3 separate regions of the Mus musculus genome follow, and all the other regions are linked to region 2. A link is a contact called in public Hi-C and Micro-C data. All regions are on one chromosome and are shown on one strand. Each heading gives the region's core, a stretch centred on a gene start, on an enhancer-like site or on the middle of the called end of the contact. The rest is flanking DNA. Distances are from core to core; before and after follow the strand shown.

Region 1 (3,915 bases), core at 275-2,774, 420 kb after region 2:
CTTGTCTCAGGGCCTTTTGCCTGCAACTCTCTTTCCTCTTACACTCTTTCTATGACTCACTGGCAAAAGGTTACTTTCTCAGAGACAGAGTCCCCGACTGTCTTACCCAGATGGTAAAGCTCTCTAACTAAAACTCTCTCACTGCACTCTCTCTTTTCAGAGGCATGTATCACCCCTTGACTTTCTGTAAAGGCGGTTTCATTTATGGATTGCACTTATGCTCTCTCTAGTCCGCCATAGCTTCCTCTAGGACAGTTTTCTCTTGTGATGGAAAGGTCTGCCTGTGCAGACCTATAGACTCAACCAAGCACATGCTGTTGAACACTTGAAATGTCACTGGTTGGTGAGAGAAGGGGCTGCGCTTTTAATTGGGTGTTCTTTTAATTTAATTTTAAGTAGCCACATGTAGCCAGTGACTAACACTTTGAATAGCACAAGGCTCAAGGGTCTGCTTCGTGAAGGTGAGTTCCTCTCAAAGGTAACTTAGCTGTATTCCCTTCATAGAGGTTGTGATAGTTATCCAGCCTGGCCCTGTAATATCTGTGTCTGTGTGGTGCTGAGGGTTGAACTCGGGGCTTCACACATGCTACATAAATATTCTACCACTAAGCTGCATCCCCAGTTTTGACTCTATAATCCTGCTTTCAAAAATTTAACCTAAGGAAAACCTGTAAGAAGGACGCTCGCCACTGCGCTGTTATGGATAATTGGGGAAAGATGGAAATGGTCTAAGGGTCTGAGTCATAAGGGGTTGAGCTGGTCAAACAGAGGCGTCCACGAGGCAGAAGCCATGCAACCATCAAATTGTGTGGGTTAAATAATTACTGCCACAGATAAAGTGTTTATGACTCATCGTTGAAAGTAGAAGGAGGGAATAAAGCTCTGTTTGTGTCATAATTTTGACTTCAGGGGAAGTTTATATTGTATAATCTGGTAGAAGGGCATGTGAATTTGTTTTCTTGGATGTCTTTTTTTTTTTAAATTTAGATTCTAAATGTTTTGTAATGGTCACATTCCGCCTAATCATCAGAAATATAAAGTTGATGTAGTCTTTTATTTAAAAAAAAAATTAGTCATCTTGGGGCTGGAGAGAAGGCCTAGGGTTAAGGGTTAAAAGCACGTGGAGATGGTGCTCAGTCTATCACAGGTCGTTACAATATAGCATGAAAAACACCCTAAATTGAAGACAATATGTTGCAGAGGCAGTCGTTGCTGGGACGAGGTGGCCACTGCAAAGCTTCAGACAGAAGTCAGCTCAAGTCAAATGTAGCGATAATGATCACGGACCAGATCTTCTTGCTTCTTTTTGCCTCAGCAAACTTCTGAAACAGGTATTCAATTTAAGTCCTGGATGCCTCCCCTGGCCAATTTTTAGATCAGCTCTGTAGAAGATGCGGCTGCTGTCTCTGTCCTGTGATAACCACTGGTGCTAGTGGGAATTTCAGTACCCCGGAGGTGCTCAGCACAAAGGGCTCCCACTACTAACAATGGCAACTCTCTTGACCACGCCCCCTAAACTGCTTCCCTCTGCAGACTTCCCCTTTCTTGTTTCCTGTGACCACCCTCTGAGCACACTAGCCGCCCTCTCCACTCCCCATCTCCTACCAAGTCCTACCACAGGCAGATGAAGAACTTTCTCCCAAGTCTCCCTCTGGTACTTCCTCCTTCCTATAGCCATCTCCTCACTCCAACTATACAGTTGCAGCCTTTGGTTCATAACTGTGACCCAAAGAAAAACGTCGAGAACATAAAATCTATAGAAGGAACCCTGGGAGAACACCTAGGCTCAGCAAAACGCAGAGAGAGTTTTTAGTCTTCCGTGAGTAGGAGGGATGCGCCTCACTCCGGAGCATCCATCACCTCACGTGTTCTCCTGCCCAGAGGCTTCTGAAGCTGCTTGCACGGGGCGGGGGTGGCAGGGAGCGCGCTAAGAGTCAGGTTTGTCTGTGTCTTTTGTCTTTCACTCCAGTTACCCGGAGTCAAATGAAAAGATGGCCTATGCTTCTGGCCCCGCCCCTTCCAACATCCTCCTCCCTCCAAGGCCTGGGTTCCTTATCCTAGGTGGAGCTTTCTGGACAAGGGGCTGGAATCTGTGTGCTTTCACTCTCTGGCAGGCTAGAAGCTGCTGGCTCAGCCACCCAGTTCAGCTCCGCCCACGTAGCAGCTCCGCTCTCCCAGCCAACTCCCCCCCCCCCGCCCCCCCATGCCTATTCCCCCGGGCCTGCGGCTTGGAATCAATTAGAATCAGCAAACAGGCTTAGAATGTCCCTGTGGCTCTCAGCCCCCAGCCGGGAAGTGCCCTAGGGTGGAAAGGGCAGGTTCTCTTTTTCCTTAAGATGAGGAAACTAAAACTGGAAAAGAGGCATCAGAAAGATTTTGCTGGAACAAGCCCCCTTAAAAAGTGTCCCTGTGTGGACAGGGCCAAGCCCAGCACCACTCCCCAGCACTGGCTTACAGGAACCTTACAGGAACCTTGTTTTCCGGGTGTCAGTGGAGTCTGTGGCGTGTGGCGTTCCCATCAGTACCAACATCTGGGGCAGGGTGGGGGTCGGGTCTTAATTAAGATTCAGTGACTCTATTGGCACCAAAATAAACGTGACATTTATCAGAACCTGCTAAATCTATTCAGCGCTTGTTTCCATCGGAAGTGCAGAGTTTGTGCCCTGGGCCTGGAGAGAAAAGGTCTTTGCTGCTGAATTGGGGAGGGGCGGCAAGAAGGAGGTGGGGTGGAGAAGAGAAAGAGGAAGGGGCCAAGTAAGACTGTCACGTGGTATTTGCCGGCCCAACGCTGCCCAGTTCTGTTCACACAAAGTAGAGCAACCCTAAGCTCAGTGATGGGGCTGGGGGCAAGGGTACTATTGGGGCTCAGGGAAACAGGGTCCCCAGTTAATGAAATCACCATGAACCTTGCGTGGGTGTTTGTGTGCATTCCAACATCTCTCCCTCCCCACCCCCACCCCCATGGAAAAATCCCAACCAGAGCAGGTAGACTTCGCGCCTGGGCTCAGGGTTTGCGCTGAAATGGAAATCAAGTAGTTTGGGCACTGCTCAGGTGGAGGTAAGGAAAGGAGGTTGCCATTTGGCTGCCTGTGTTTCTAGCCCAGATCTGCCCCTTAGCGGATGTGTGACCTTGGCAAGTTGCTTAGCCACACTGAACTCCAACTTATTTTGTTGTGAGCACCTCGATTAATAATCACAGCATACTTGTCCTGTCTGGTGCTGTGGGAGGGGCTATACATACATGATTCTCATTTAACCCTCCGCACTCTAAAAGAGTCCCTTTAATTCAGACGAGGAACCTGAGGCTTGGATACTATTGTCATAGATCGGACAGATCAGAAGTCCCAGAAAACATAAGAAACCCAAAACACATCTTTCTTCTTTCTAATCGGTGACTTGCTAGTTCCTAAGGGCCCTCCACTCCCACCCAAAGAGGAGAGGCCAAGTGAGGATCCAGGAAATGGGAGTAGAGAACATATTACAGAGTTTATGGAGGGAGGACACAGTTGATTGTTCTTTGTAAAGAACTGCCTGGTCCAGGGTTAGCTAGATTTGCTATTGGTGGTGCTGGTGGGGACTTCTCTCAACACTTTAGATTCCCCAATAACACCTTTTTGGAACATCTTATCCTGGGGCCACTAAAGACATTTGGGGTCCAGATGAGCACACAAAGAATTGTTCTTGGCACCTTGAACTTCCTTACAAATCTGTCCCTTAGCCAGGTGTCCTAAGGACCCACAGTTTGTGGTCTTGTTAGTCTTTGGGTAGCTATCTACTTCCCAGGTGACACCTTGCCTCTGACAGTGGTCAGATTCCAGGTTGCTGTGGAATATAGAGAAGCATAGACGCTTCTACAACCTCTCTGTGGCCCTTGTGGTTTTTTTGTAGATAAATTCTTTTCTCTTTTGCATTCCA
Region 2 (3,508 bases), core at 979-3,478:
GATTACATGTAAGCACCAGCTTACTTGCTCCATACTGGTAATTATACCCTCTGTGCTATGTTTACCAAAGCAGTTGGCATTTGCATATTCTCCTCCAGAACTGCAGCGTGACATGTCTGTCTCTTCTGAAATATGGAGCTCTTTGGCATCTGGGAGACTGTCTTGCTTACGTCTTCATCTCTCAGAGTGCCTAGGTGAGACGAGGTACTTGGAAAATTGGTTGAATAAATAAAAATAAATTGGAGTACAACATATCTTATATACTCATTCATTCAAGAAATATTGAGTGTTTGAACATGTCTGCCCATGTTCCAGATGCTGAAAATAAGCAAAACAAACATTCCTGCCCTGAGGGACATGAAAGATAGGAGAGGTTATACAGGCCAGGCAGAGAGGCAAAGCACAGAAAAGGGAGACGGCATGGTGAGGGTGGGACTTGATATCCATCAAAGGAAATACCTTTTGAATAGAAATGTGAAGTGAGACACATCTTCCCGATGCTCAGGAGAACATATCCTAAGTGCAAGAGTCATTCATGTTCCAGGGGCAGGAAGGAGGCTGGTGTGGCTGGCTGAGGCAAGAGGAAGAAGGAAATGCGCTTAGTTAGAAAAAAGGTACAGATTGCACGTGATCTAGGGGTCCCTGGAATAAAGGCTGTTTTTTAAAAAAATAATGTGCCCAAGATAGAAACCATTGGGTTTTTTTTTATAAAAAAATGATTTATTTTACATTCTAATCGTTTTCCCTTCCTTCCTCTCCTCCCCCCCAGCCCCCAGGAACATTATTTTGGCTTAGGCTTTAACAAGATCCCAGTGACTGCTGTGTTGACTACAGGCTGGAATGAAGGAGAGCAGGTAGGGAAGATGCTATTGCAGTATTCCCAGCATGCAGATGTCTAAAGGTGGGGCTGGCAGGCTGGCTAATGGATTAAGATGGCTATGATTGGAAGAGAGGAGTGAAGGGTGGCTGAGACCTTTGGCCTGATCATTAAAAACAAAACAAAACAAAACAAAACAAAACAAAACTGGGCTTGACATGAACTGTATGTAATGAGGAAGATTGTGTAATAACCATATGCAGTGTGTTAAGGTACAAGTTCTAGTGTTTGATGCTGGACATGTTAAGTTTGACACATTGCTCACACTTAAAACATACATTTACTAACTGTGATAAATTCAGCTTTTTTTGTTTTGCTCTTTGAGACAGGTTCTTACTATGTAGTCCAGACTGGTTTGGAACTTGCTTTGTAGCCTAGGCTGATCCCAAACTTGCAATCCTCCTGCTTCAGCCTCTTTCAGTGAGATTATGGGTGTAGACCATCTTATACACAGCAATAAAGTCAGCCTCATTTGCTAAACACCAAGATAACGTGCAAGAAGCTTTATATAGACTGCCATTTAATCTTCTCACTCATTCTATATAATCCTAACATTTTGTTGCCTTTTGTGGATGAGCAATTGTGGCCAGTTGATATTCGATATAAGCTAATTTGGGGTTGGGACCCGCTCAGTCTTCAGAGCTCTATTTGTCAATCTGGATCCGAAGCAGTAGGGGACCACTTTCTAAACATATTTGCCACAGATTTAGGTTCTGTTGTGAAAAGGTGCCTGGAACAGGAACCAAGATTTTTAATTCCAGGCCAACAGCAGCTGTGAAAATGTACATGAAGGGAGCAGGTGTTTGAAAGCGCCACTATCCTAAGACAGTGTTAAAGAATCGGAGATCATGCCTTCGTTTCGGCCGCTATTTCTCTGAGTAAACAAGATACTAGAACCTGCCGTGAACCCTTAGTGGCGTTAAAGCAACTCCCAAATGTGGCTAATTTGGAAACACTGCACTGGAGAGAGGGCGCATGGGTCTGGGACCCTTGCCCAGACTACATCCTTTTGAAAGTTTAACCTCGTGTGGCCTTCCTTAGGTGGCCCTCAAGAAAGACCAGGATACGGAGCACAAAGGCCGGGAACCGCTTAGGGCCTCAGCATCCGCTCAGTTGTCCGCCTCCCCTGCCCCCGTGGCCCCCAACACAGAGAACGCTGGCCCGCAGCCGAGCTGCGCATGCGCTCTGGGTAAGGTCCGCTCCCCGCGACGTCAAGGGGCTTGCGCCCGTTCCCAAAGCCCCGCCTCCTAGCGCCTGAGGCGACCCGGGCGGGGGGTGGGGGGTGGGGTCGAGCCACGCCCCCAGCCGAGTCGAGGAGGGCCGACCGGAGCCGAACGCCTCCGAGTGCCACCGAGCTCGGCCGAGCGGCCGGGAGTCAGTTGGTGCTGCTCGTCTTCGCCCCAGAAGCAGTCCGTGGATCTGGCGTCGCCACCGCCGCCGCCGCCGCCTCCGCGGGGCCTGTGCCGGCCGGCCGCCCACCAAGGAAGGAGGGAGGCTCGCGGCGTGGGGAGAGCAGCGGGGGCCACGGGTGCCGCCGCCGCCGCCGCCAGGTGAGCGCCCGCCGAGGCCCAACGTCCCCAGAGCTGTCAGTCCCGGGCGTCTGTGTGTCTCCCCGCCTGTCAGCCCCTGTGTGTCTGCGAGCGCCTTCCCGCCAGGCCCGGCTCCCGCCCGGCCCTGTCAGCCGCCAGCACCCCCGCTCCGAGCGGCCCCGCCCCTTCCCCCCGATGTCCCGCCTTCCCCATCTGTCAGCGCCGCGCTCGCTCGCCGTGGGCTCCACGCCCGGGAGTCCAGGGTCTGGGTGGTCGCGCGGGACAGAGTTGCAGAAGGAGCCGAAGCGGGCCGGAGGTGGGGGGCCTGGCCGTGGGTGCGTGTGTCCGCATCCCGCGGGCGGCTGGCGAGCGGCTGGCACCGGTGCGTCTGGTGAAATGAGCGTCGGGACTCGAACCACTCCGGGGTACAGTGGAATCCTCCTTGCCCACGCGGAAACACCCGGGTTCTGGGATATCCAGATGGGCGTGTGAGCAGAGTTTGGGACCTGGGAAGCCTCTCCAGTTTGGGGTTTTCATTCAGAGAAACCTGTTGGAAGTGATTGGGGAGTGGGTGGGGTGTGGGGCTTAGGGTGCAAAGTACCTGAGAGCTTGAGGCATTCTGAGTTGTGTGGCTTGCATTTGTGAACAGTGATTGCCAGGGTAGTGTGTCCTGTGAGAAACTGTTATGTGACGCGGGTGGGGGTGGGGGTGTTAGAGAAGGGAAGGCATGCTCTTTTCTGCCTTTCTGGATGTCATGCCAACACATATATTTATCTAGATAGCCTAAAATGTTTATTCATGAGGCATCTACACATTTTTTTAATGAAAAAAAAGAGTACGGCACTTTTCATATATATATATATATATATATATATATATATATATATATATATATATATACACATACATACACACACACACACACACAAACACACATGGTCTCGTATGTTGCTATCTTGATTTATTTTTTTGTTTGTGGTAACGTAGCATCACAATATTTCAAAACTAACAGAAATGTGTTCTAAAATAATTGGTAGCTTGCCGGATAATTCTCAACCGAGGAGAAAAGATCCAAAAGCACACTTCATTAGCTGGAACAACT
Region 3 (3,361 bases), core at 637-3,136, 450 kb after region 2:
AGAGAAAGAGGCTTGGCTTGCAAGGTACTGGCCTCTTTTGAAGCACGGCCAAAATGCAGCTGAGGTTTGCAGAGAAAGTTTGGTTATTGGGAGTCTGACTGGAGAGTGGACAATGTAGAACAATTTATGTATGCAGTATGTGTGTGTGGAGTGCATGTGTATGTGCGTGTGGTATGTGTATATGTATGTTGTATTATGTATATTTGGTGTGTGTGTGTGTGTGTGTGTGTGTGTGTGTGTGTGTGTGTGTGTACATGCATGTGGAAACCAGAGGACAGCTCCTGGAATTCTGCAGGGACTGTCTGCTTTGTCTTGTTCTTGATTCAGGGTCGTTTACTGGGACTTGCCAGGATAGGCTAGCCTGGCTGGCCTGAGAGCCCCAGAGATCTGCCTGCTTTCACCTCCCCAGGACTAGGCTTGCTTAGTTCCTATCACCATGCCGGGCTTTCCATGTATGGATCCTGGGGATTGAACTCAGGTCTTTACTTCACTGACAGCTCTCTCTGCAGCCTAAGGATAGGTTTTTAAGGCACATCCCTACTGTTTCATTCACATCTCTTCTTTTCAAGATTAATTCCAAAGTATATTTTAAAAAAATTGTAAGAAGGAAAATGCTTGGTGATTACAAAAAGTGTGTGTGTGTGTGCATGCGCACGTGCATGTGTGTTTAAGCAAACTGGCATACTGTTTCCTGCAAGTTGTTAAAGCCGGTGGGTGGCTGCTGGGAACTGGTGGCAACTGTCATGCAGTATGTAGATCCTCTCCGTTGGGGCTGGGGTTTGGAGAGGGGACACATGGCTGCATGTTGGCAAAATACACACCGTATGCTGCCGTCCGCATTTCTCTCTAATTTATTTTTTACCATCTTCTTTTATGGCCTTCCTTGAGATGCACTTCCCAGAGAGTTCCTTTCCAGGGCATTGCAGAGAAATTAGCATTTGCATCATATTTAACAGTTTACAGAGAATTTCTCCACCCACACATAAAACAATGTGCTTTTACAAGGAAAACATCAATATCAGAGCGAACATTTCCATATATGGTGTCCGCATTTCGCTGATGTCTAAGCTCTTTGATGGCTTAAGAGGAGAAATAAAGAATTAACAAAAGCCTTTTCCAGCCCAAGTCCCCTGACACCTTGTCCAGCCCCCGGTACCAGAGACAATGCAGGGAGAGACAGATGGACAGACGCAGGGACACAACTTCTTCGTCTGCTCTGGCTCCTCCCTGCTTGCCCTTACCCCTCATTACTGACTTCTTTCCCCAGCGGTTTGATTGACTGCAGTTATTCAGCAGCCCTTATAGTAGTGGTCCATGGACAGAGGAAATGGCTTGAAGAAGCAGGAGAATAAGATACCATGAGCTTCGAGACGCATGTAGTTGTTTGGGCATATAAAAAGTGCCCATATTTGCACAATCGCCTTAATTCATGCATGTTGTATTCATTGAGCATCATGCTGAACCCCCAGTGATGGATGCCCATAGGAGGCATGAGAATTGGCAAAGGACTTCTATGTGGAAGCCAGCCTCACCCTCTCTGTGCTAATGGAGCTCTCTTATCCTCATAGCTCTGCCCCCATCTGATTCTACCCAGAAGCTGTTACACATTGCTTGTCAGGAGTAGCACATATCCCCAGTACATCTTCATGATGTGTGTTGTAGAACAGCAAAAGGACCCAGAAGCAAGTTTGCCATCCAACAGAGAACTTGGCTTGACTTTAGCGAGAGCAGGTCGCTGCTGAGGTCTGCACCCCACTTCCTACTACAGAAGAAGGCTTTGTCAGAGGGCTGGGGGGAGGGGCCACGGAGAGCCACAGAGCAGCAGCAGAGTCATTCTCTGAGGACAGGAGTCCACCTTCTGCTTCAGCTACCTCTAGGGATGCGCCAGGATGCCCCCCAGTGGGCACCAAGAATTGTAACCCCAGAGAGTATAGTCTTCTTCTAGGGGGGCGGGCAGAGGCTCCATGGGGGAGTGCCAGAAAGTGTAGGAACAGGTTGACAGATGTGTTTCCAGCATCTGCCTCGCTCCTGGTGCTTGGCAGATGGGGTGCGGGGATCAGGCATCTGAAAGTCTGGATTCATTTCAAACTGTTCTGTTTTCCAGGCTCTAAGCACAGCATTTCCGGAGGGCAGCCATGAAACCAGCCACTCCAGGGTCCTCCCAGCTGGAGAATGTTCTACGGAACCTTGCACCACACCTTGCTTTGTTGGCGGGGAATTGTGGAGCTGAGTGAACACGCTCTGGCTTATGAAATCCCTCTTCCCCGCGCCTGACCTTGTGTGCCTTCATTTCCTCCTTGATCCCTTCAGATTCACCACTTGTCAGGCGGGATTGTCAAGCTGAAGGCTGACTTGGCATTCTAGAACGGTGTGCTCCAATACGTTAGACACCAGCCAGAAGTAGAGAGCAAGGATTTTACAATGAGGTTAGCTCCAACTACAGATACAATATAGTATAGTTTTAAAAGAGAATGTAAAATACCTTATATGCTTATATTGATTATATGTTAAAATAATATTTTGGATTTATTGGGCTAAATTAAATATATCATCAAGTTAATTTTACTCGTTTCTTTCTGCTATTAAAAAATGTGGTTACTAGAGAATTTAAACTGATATATAGGGCTCGCATTCTATGGCTTGTTTGTATATAATGTGTGTATGTGTGTTTCTGTGTATGCTGTATGCACATGGGTATCTGTGTACGTGTTCCTATGTATTTGCATTCAGAGGCCAGAGGAGGCCTTCAGGTGTCATCGCCTATTGCTCTCTTGACACAGGATTCTTTACTGAACTAGAAACTCACTGTTTAGTAGCTGGCCAGCTCTAAGAATCTGCCTGCCTGTGTTCCCATCCCCCACCAATGCTGGGGTTAAAAAAACCGCATACAATTGGACTCAGCCTTTATGTGAGTGCTAGGAATCTGAACTCAGCCCCGTATTTGCAAAGCAAGTGTTCTTGCCCCTTGCCCCAGCTCCCTGGCTTACAGCCCATTTCTCTCTCTTTTAATTTGTACACATTTATATATTTTTTTAAAAGACTTTTTGTTTTTATTATATCTGGGGATGGATGTTTGAAGCTATACCTGCTTCAGCTTCCAGGCTGATTTCTCAGTTTCTCCCACTGCCAGGTCTGGTGGCCTCAAATCCTCTAAAACAGTGGGCCTGACTAATCCTGCCCTTCTATAAATTGTCCTTCCACAGGGTTGAGGAAAGCAGCCATAGTCCCTCTCTTTCTTAACTGGCTTCCGGGTTCTAAGCAGAAGCTCTACAAACTGGAGAAACCATGGGGAGCAGGGTAGGGAGGGGAGCATTTGACTGCAGCCAGCTAAAGGAGGTCATCATCTCCAGCCCCTACAGTA

What was found. Hi-C and Micro-C count contacts between places; a contact is called where the count stands out from the background.
Region 1: a contact with region 2 is called in a Micro-C map of embryonic stem cells, with 2.4 times the contacts expected there. The contact joins the enhancer-like site here to the promoter of Zhx3 in region 2. A contact is called at or near these places in 1 of 39 promoter capture datasets (pre-B cells), 1 of 484 Hi-C or Micro-C datasets (embryonic stem cells) and 1 of 9 other capture datasets (liver).
Region 3: a Hi-C map of double positive thymocytes shows a contact between it and region 2, with 2.2 times the contacts expected there. The contact joins the enhancer-like site here to the promoter of Zhx3 in region 2. A contact is called at or near these places in 5 of 39 promoter capture datasets (HPC-7-derived erythroid cells, embryonic stem cells, pre-B cells and 1 more), 2 of 484 Hi-C or Micro-C datasets (both in double positive thymocytes), 3 of 115 datasets of contacts at active chromatin or transcription factors (embryonic stem cells and stem cell-derived neural progenitor cells) and 2 of 9 other capture datasets (adipose tissue and liver).

Annotation. Positions count from the first base shown.
Region 1 is chr2:160,449,805-160,453,719 of GRCm38.p6, reverse strand. No RefSeq gene overlaps it. Among named protein-coding and RNA genes, the nearest start is that of Gm34980, 77 kb to the right of the region's middle. Within about 2 kb of position 1,524, at least 176 of the 459 cell types and tissues checked have an H3K27ac peak or open chromatin away from gene starts, as enhancers often do. A contact at or near this core is called in embryonic stem cells, where this site is marked.
Region 2 is chr2:160,871,710-160,875,217 of GRCm38.p6, reverse strand. Zhx3 (zinc fingers and homeoboxes 3) reads left to right here and starts at 2,228. Exons shown (of 4, transcript NM_177263.3): 1 at 2,228-2,427. It overlaps Gm35129 (a long non-coding RNA gene), which reads right to left and starts at 2,220. Exons shown (of 3, transcript XR_866921.2): 1 at 1-2,220.
Region 3 is chr2:160,420,181-160,423,541 of GRCm38.p6, reverse strand. No RefSeq gene overlaps it. Among named protein-coding and RNA genes, the nearest start is that of Gm34980, 47 kb to the right of the region's middle. Within about 2 kb of position 1,886, at least 29 of the 459 cell types and tissues checked have an H3K27ac peak or open chromatin away from gene starts, as enhancers often do. A contact at or near this core is called in double positive thymocytes, where this site is marked.